2 separate regions of the Danio rerio genome follow, and region 2 is linked to region 1. A link is a contact called in public Micro-C data. All regions are on one chromosome and are shown on one strand. Each heading gives the region's core, a stretch centred on a gene start, on an enhancer-like site or on the middle of the called end of the contact. The rest is flanking DNA. Distances are from core to core; before and after follow the strand shown.

What was found. A called contact is a pair of places that touch in the nucleus more often than the background predicts.
Region 2: a Micro-C map of caudal fin shows a contact between it and region 1, with 5 times the contacts expected there. The contact joins two enhancer-like sites. A contact is called at or near these places in 2 of 18 Hi-C or Micro-C datasets (caudal fin and an unstated tissue).

Annotation. Positions count from the first base shown.
Region 1 is chr13:5,629,131-5,632,938 of GRCz12tu, forward strand. The region is part of intron 4 of LOC141377110 (a long non-coding RNA gene); the gene reads right to left. Among named protein-coding and RNA genes, the nearest start is that of meis1b, 50 kb to the left of the region's middle. Within about 2 kb of position 2,496, at least 16 of the 62 cell types and tissues checked have an H3K27ac peak or open chromatin away from gene starts, as enhancers often do. A contact at or near this core is called in caudal fin, where this site is marked.
Region 2 is chr13:5,830,851-5,834,741 of GRCz12tu, forward strand. The region is part of intron 1 of LOC141377107 (a long non-coding RNA gene); the gene reads left to right. Among named protein-coding and RNA genes, the nearest start is that of spred2b, 140 kb to the right of the region's middle. Within about 2 kb of position 2,366, at least 4 of the 62 cell types and tissues checked have an H3K27ac peak or open chromatin away from gene starts, as enhancers often do. A contact at or near this core is called in caudal fin, where this site is marked.

The sequences.
Region 1 (3,808 bases), core at 1,246-3,745:
TTCTGCTTTGTCGACTTTTGATGTTGAACTTGAAAAATTGACTACAGTTGAACAAAGGGATTTTTATTGAGATGTTAGTAGTTTGAAATAATGTAATTTTTAAGAACTAATATATAGAGAAATAGGTTTGTAAAATAACAGAAAATGTACTAGCAGTTTATTACAAGGCCTACAACACCAACCTAGACAACAAATTGTGAATTTAAATGTATTATTTAAGTGTGTAATGTAGAGCTTAATATTTCCAACAAGCTTTGAGAACATTAAATGTCAATATTGTGTCAATTAATGTTAAAATTGTTATTGAGTGTACTTGTTAATATTTTACGCTTATAGTAAGTGCAATACTTACCTAAAATAATCTTTAAATATACAATTTCTTGAAGTACCTAAGTGTGTTAAAAGGACTATACAGTATTGTTTTTAACCAACTAGGGGACTTTTGTCCTGATTATTATGTCATTTTAAAACAATTCAAATGTAAATCATTACAAAGATATTTTAAGACTTGGAGGTACTGCAGCAAAGTGAATTTACAGTTCTTCCGTGTTTGAGAAAAAAAAAAAAACTTTTACTCAAATCATTTTTAATGAATGCATTAGCATATATATTATGAAATGATTGTTTTTATTTTAAAACTACACTGAACCACCATGAAAATGATCATATCGGCAAGGCAAGTTTAATTATATAGCACATTTCATACACGGTGGCAATTCAAAGTGCTTTACATAATAAGTAAAAAAGAGATAAGTATAAGAAAAATTAAAAAAAACAAATAATAAAAATGATTAAAAAACAGATAAAAACAAATAAAAATGTGTTAAAACAGGTTATAAAAGAATGAAAAAGCGGAGAAAAACAATAGTGTGATCTGTGGGACGTAGCACAGTGCTCATTCAGTAAAGGCACAGCTAAACAGAGGTGTTTTTAGTCTCAATTTAAATGTGCCTAATGTTGGAGCACATCTGATCATTTCTGGATGCTGATTCCAGCAGTAGGGGATGTGGTAGCTGAAATCCGATTTACCCTGCTTTGACTGAATTTCTAGTTTATATGATCCTAAAGATCTGAGTGATCTGTTGGGTTTGTATTCAGTGAGCATATCTGTAATGTATTGAGCTCCTAGGCCATTTAGTGATTTATAGACCAGTAATAATACTTTAAAATCTATTCTGAATGTAACTGGGAGCCAGTGTAGAGACCTGAGGACAGGTTTGATGTGCTCTGATTTCCTGGTTCTGGTCAGAATCCTGGCCACAGCGTTCTGGATGAGCTGTAACTGTCTGACTGTCTTTTTGGGAAGACCCATGAGGAGGCCGTTACGGTAATCCACCCTTCTGCTGATAAAAGCATGAACAATTTTATATAAACAATTTTATATACACTATTTTTTTTCCTATATTGTGATTGTGCCAAATCTCAGCTTATTCATAATTCTTTCTCCTGTATTCAATATTTCACCTTAAACATAAGTAAAATATTTATTTACTTACTTACTTAAAATAATCTTTAAATAAGCAATTTTCCTGACATACTTAAATATGTGTATTAAAATGACTGAACTTTTTTTTTTTTTTTTAACCAGGGGACTTTTGTCCTGGATATTAAGTAATTTAAAATCAATTCAAATATAAATGATTACAAAGATTAAACTATTAAAAATGTTAATGAAAGTTACATTTACGAACTTTGCAAGGTTAAAAGATGTTGGAAGAAAATCAAGATCCCATAATGCAATTCGAGTACAGGAAAGATGGGAAATGCAGTATGGGAAATGGGTAAAAAAAAAGACAAAATACAGAAAACTGCTAATTTACAGATTTTTTTTTTACAGTGTAGTTAACCCTTTGCACGTTATGCTGAATACTAGTATCTTACAAAATAAGTAGAAAAACATTAGATCCCCATGGCAAAGACAAAACAAAATAGTTATTAAAAGTATCAGGTAAAAAAAAAACCTCTCCATTTAGCAACAATTGAAAAATATTTCAAAAGAGTCAACGTTGAACAGTAGGACTAATCATTTTGACTTTAACTGGACGCCTCGAGAGAAGAGTCTTGTTTCATAAATTTGGCTGTGATTTGTAGCTTCGCTGCTATCCGCGGTCGCCGTGTTGTAGTGTAAGCACAGCAAAGCGGAGCAGACTCAACCCGAGCGCAGAGGCTGGGTTTCTGCTGGCAAGGTGAGCACAAAGAGGCTCTTCTGTTCCTGCGGACCCATCCCGGGCCCCTGCCAGGGCACTTTGGCAGCTTGGCGCTTCCCTGGGGCCGAGCACCGGAGCCTGCCCAGTCTTGCCCTACCACAGCAGCTGCCAGTTCCTGGCCTCACACACACACACAGACTCTCTCGGTGGAAGATCCAGCACTTTCTCAACACACATTCAGTCTCTAACTCCTCAAATCTGAAAACTCTGTTTCCTGAGTCTGACACCACTAAGCCTCCCTTTGGCGAGGGCCTTTTTTTTTTCTCTTTCTCTCCTTTCCATGAACGTCATCTCTCTGCAGGAAATGATACCCCACATTCTTGACTGTTTGGCTCCAAACAGAACTGTGCAACAGACGGAGAAGCAGAGTACGAGGAGAGACCGTGTCTGGGAGAATTGTCTCTTTTTCATTATCTCAGCGTGCCACTCTGTATCTTCCACTCCTATTCACTGTTTCTCACACACAAACACACACACACATGCTCTATGGAGTTCCACAGGACTGTGAGAACATACTGTGTGTCAGCAGAATGTTTTGCATATAGAGAGAGCTAAGCTGTTAACAAAATAATTGTTAACACACACACAAACACACACACATGAATTATTACCCCCCCCCCCATTTTCTGTTTAATGGAGAGCAAATTTTTTCAGATTTTTTTTTTTTTTTTTTCATTTCTAAGCATACTAGTTTTAATAACTCATTTATAATAACGGATTTCTTTTATGTGTCATGATGACAGTAAATAATATTTTACTAGATATTCTTCAAGACACTTCTATACAGCTTAAAGTGACATTTAAATGATTAACTAGGTTAATTAGGTCAACTAGGCAGGTTAGGGTAATTTGGTAAATTATTGTATAACAATGGTTTGTTCTGTAGACAGTCGAAAAAAAAAATTAGCTTAAAGGGGCTAATAATTTGACCTTAGAATGGTTCATCAAAAAATTAATAACTGCCTTTATTCTAGCTCAAATAAAACGGATAAGTCTTTTTCCAGAAGAAAAAACATTATCAGACATACTGTGGAAATTTCCTTGCTCTGTTAAACATTATTTGGGAAATATTTAAAAAGGAATAAAAAATTCAAAGGGGGGCTAATAATTCTGACTTCAACTGTGTGTGTGTGTGTGTGTGTGTGTGTGTGTGTGTGTGTGTGTGTGTGTGCGTGCGTGCGCGTGTGTGTGTGTGTATATATAAACATTGCTGTTAAAATGTTTTGAAAAGCCTTTTTAAATATAAAAATATACACAAGGTAGAACTTTATAATAACTACACATTATGGACCATTTATTAAGGATTAGCATATAGTGCAATCATTAGCTATTAAGCATGAACTCTACATTAATAGACATTAGCAGGGCCAGACGAAATCTGCAGACGTTTTTTTGCTTTTTTTGTGGAGAATTTTGGTAAAAATATGCGGATTTCTGCGGAATTATTTTGGGAGTATCATAACTAAAACCTTAATATATGAAATAAAAAGTAATAAATTACTGAATAAAAACTGAATAAATTCAGAGTTACACATTTACTCAAGTAAATAAACAGAATTAATGATGGGCTAAAAATCTGCGGAAAATCTGCGGAATTCTGC
Region 2 (3,891 bases), core at 1,116-3,615, 200 kb after region 1:
AAAAAAACTCAAGAATTGTCATTTCAACTCATTTTATATTGGTAATTTGAACAAGCAGCATTTTTGTGTAAATATTATAAATATATACAATATACACACACATGCATATATTATGTCAACACACACTTTTATTTATACTAAATTTTATAGATAAAATAAGCTGAATCAACACAATTTGGGAGATTTCATTGGCACAACTTAATTTTATTATGTTCAATACACATACATTTGTTAAAAATGTTAACTTAATAAGTTTGTGTTGGGACAACATGATTGAATTGTGTGGAACCCTGCATTTTTTACAGTGTAGATAGATAGATAGATAGATAGATAGATAGATAGATAGATAGATAGATAGATAGATAGATAGATAGATAGATAGATAGATAGATAGATAGATAGATAGATAGATAGATAGATAGATAGATAGATAGATAGATAGATAGATAAATAAATAGTATATTTTGTTCATTTGTATTTAAAGTCGTTAAATGACTTGTATGAATATTAATGTTTTTTAAATAAATAAATGATTAGACTAAGTGTTGCTCTCCACCTTCTTCTTTATAGGTATTACAACCTTACACAGGATGGTCATTTCACTAAATCAGCCTTTTCAAACACATTCAGAAGTCATTTCCATACCGGACAAACCTGGCTGCACTCAGTCCGCCATTACCTCACTCCTCACCATAAGGTTGATACTGCCCTCCAGTGGTCAAAGCAGGTCCATCCGCAAACATTAGTGAAGATTAGACAGGAATGTTTGTGCGGTTCTCAAACTAGATACGTTTGTTCGTTTTCTGGGTGTAATATACGTTTAAAGTAAAGAGAAAATACCCAATATTCAATGATTATTCAAAATAAATACCTTTACTGATCAAATACTACCAAACAAAACAGAAATAAAAAAATTTATATTTGATACACGTTGAATTTTGTGTTAATGTGGAATATTTACATTAGACTGAATCAGAGAACGAATAATGCCAAAGCTAGGTCAATTCATCTGCAATGACATGTCACTCACTAACTGAAGTAAACACAGGTGAGGAGAATTACATAAACTGTAAACATGATCCTATAAAAGAGAACTTGAGAATGTTACATTGCTATAATCTTTTATTTCAGTAATTTTTTACAGTACTTTATTTTATTATTTATTTTTCTTTTCATTTAATTGTATTTTATTTTAGTTTTTTATTTTATATTGTATTACTTTACTTTATTTATTTAATTGATATTAGTTTTAGTTTAGTTTCTGTTTTGTTTTTATTTTATATTGTATGGTTTTTTACTTTACTTTTTATTTCATTTTATCTTAGTTTTTTTTATTTTGGGTTGTTTATTTAATATGTTTTAGTTCAGTTTTTTACTGTACTTTATTTTATTATTTATTTATTTTTATATTCATTTAATTGTATTGTATTTTTGTTTAGCTTTTATTTTATATTGTGTTTTACTTTATTTATTTAATTATATATTATTATTATTAGTTTGGCATTTTACTTTATTTTATTTTATTTAGTTTACTTTTTGTTATATTGTAAATTAATTGATTGTATTTTTATTGAATTTATTTTAGTTTAGTTTATTCATATTGTATTTTACTTAATTTTATTTATTTGTGTAGTTTATATTTCAAATTTTATTTTACTTTATTTTTAATTTATTTCATTTTATTATTTATTTTACTTTATATTGCACCATTCCTTATACTATATTGTATTATAGTTTTTATTTTATTTTAGGTTTATTTAATTTTAGTTTAGTTTTTTTTATTTTACAGTACTTTATTTTAATATTTTGTTGTGTTTATTTTTATTTAATTGTATTTTAGTTACGTTTTATTTTATATTGTACTTTATTTTAATGAATTAATTATTATTATTAGTTTAGCATTTTACTTAATTTTATTTTATTTACTTTTTATGTTATACTGTATTTCACTTAATTGTTTTTTTATTGAATTTATTTTAGTTTAGTTTATTTTTTATATTGTATTTTTATTTATTTATTTGTGTAGTTTTTATTTTATAATGTATTGTTATTTTACTTAATTTTATTTTATCGTAGTTTTTATTTTATATTGTATTTTACTTTATTTCATGTTTTATTTTAGTTTAGGTTATTATTTAAATTTCATTTTAGTTTAGTTCTTGTTTTTTACTGTCCTGTACTTTATTTTATTTTTATTTAATTGTATTTTTGTTAAGTTTTTTATTTTATATTGTGTTTTACTTATTTAATTATTTTTTTAATATTATTATTTTGTTTTGCTTCATGTCCTGGCTGTTAGCAGGATCCAGCTCCACCTCAGTAAATTCACCCTGCGGGGCCCAACGCAGAGACATTCCATTCATGCCCCTGAACCCTGATAAACCCCTTCACCGGCAGGGAACAATGAATTCCCCAACGTCATCCATGTGTGCAGGTAAAACTCTCTGGGCTTTATGGTGGTAACCCATAAAATAAGTCGGCCTTTGAAGGTCCCAGTTGAACCAAAGGTGAATACAGTCATGACATCTACCCTAAAATATTAACAACTTACTCTGCCTGTTTTATTTCTAGAGGCTCAACTGACACCTGCCCATGACAGACGTCTTGAGAGTCAGTAAAGTTAATGACGAATAAAGTGTCAAAGAAGTAAACGTATATATTAACTCTTAGTATGTTTACATATAAATCTATTGCACTATGATTTTCTTAGGTAGATATTTTTTGTCTTGCTTCTAGTCCAAGTATCTTGGAAATCTTAATTCAAGGAACATTGTTTTAAACAAGCAAAACATATTGTTTTAAGAAATAATGACAAAATTTATAAAAAATAAAAATAAAAAAATACAATTATTAAGCTTGTTTTACAACACAATTATTTAGCTTGTTTTAAAAAAAAACATAATTTTGACATCACTTCTTAAAACAAGACAATATTTTGTGCCTGTCTAGAAAATGCTTCTTGATTTAAGATTTTTTCGATATATAGACTAGAAACAAGACTAAAATATATAAGTAAATATATAAAAATCAAAGTAATAATATACTTTGTATATCAAGTTCAAGTAATATTATATTAATTTTATGTTGGTTTAATGTACATTCACCGGCCACTTTATTAGGTACACTTTACTGGTACCCAGTTGAACCCCCTTTTGCCTTCCGAACTGCCTTAATCCTTCATGGCATAGATTCAACAAGGTACTGGAAATAACCCCTTAGAGATTTTGCTCCATATTGTCATGATAGCATCACGCAGTTGCTGCAGATTTGTCGGCTTCACGTCCATGATGCGAATCTCCCATTCCACCAAATCCCAAAGGTGCTCTATTGGATTGCGATATGGTGACTGTGGAGGCCATTTGAGTACAGTGAACTCATAGTTATGTTCAAGAAACCAGTCTGTGATGATTCACACTTTGTGACATGGTGTGTTATCCTGCTGGAAGAAGCCATCAGAAGATGGGTACACTGTGGTCATAAAGGGATGGACACGGTCAGCAACAATACTCAGGTAGGCTGTGGCGTTGACACGAGGCTCAATAAGCACTGAAGGGCCAAATTCTGACCATCCCAATGACACAGCAGAAAAAGCAGACCAGGCAACGTTTTTTCAATCTGCTGTTGTAAACTTTTGATAAGCCTGTGTAAATTGTAGCCTCAGTTTTCTGTTCTTAGCTGACAGGAGTGGCACCCGGTGTGGTCTTCTGTAGCCCATCCGCCTCAAGGCTGGATGTGTTGTGCATTCAAAGATGCTCTTCTGCATGCCTTGGATGTAACGAGTGCTTATTTGAGTCACTGTTGCCTTTCTATGAGCTCAAACCAGACTGGCCATTTTCCTCTGACCTCTGGCATCAACAAGGCATTTGCACCCACAGAACTGCACTGGATATT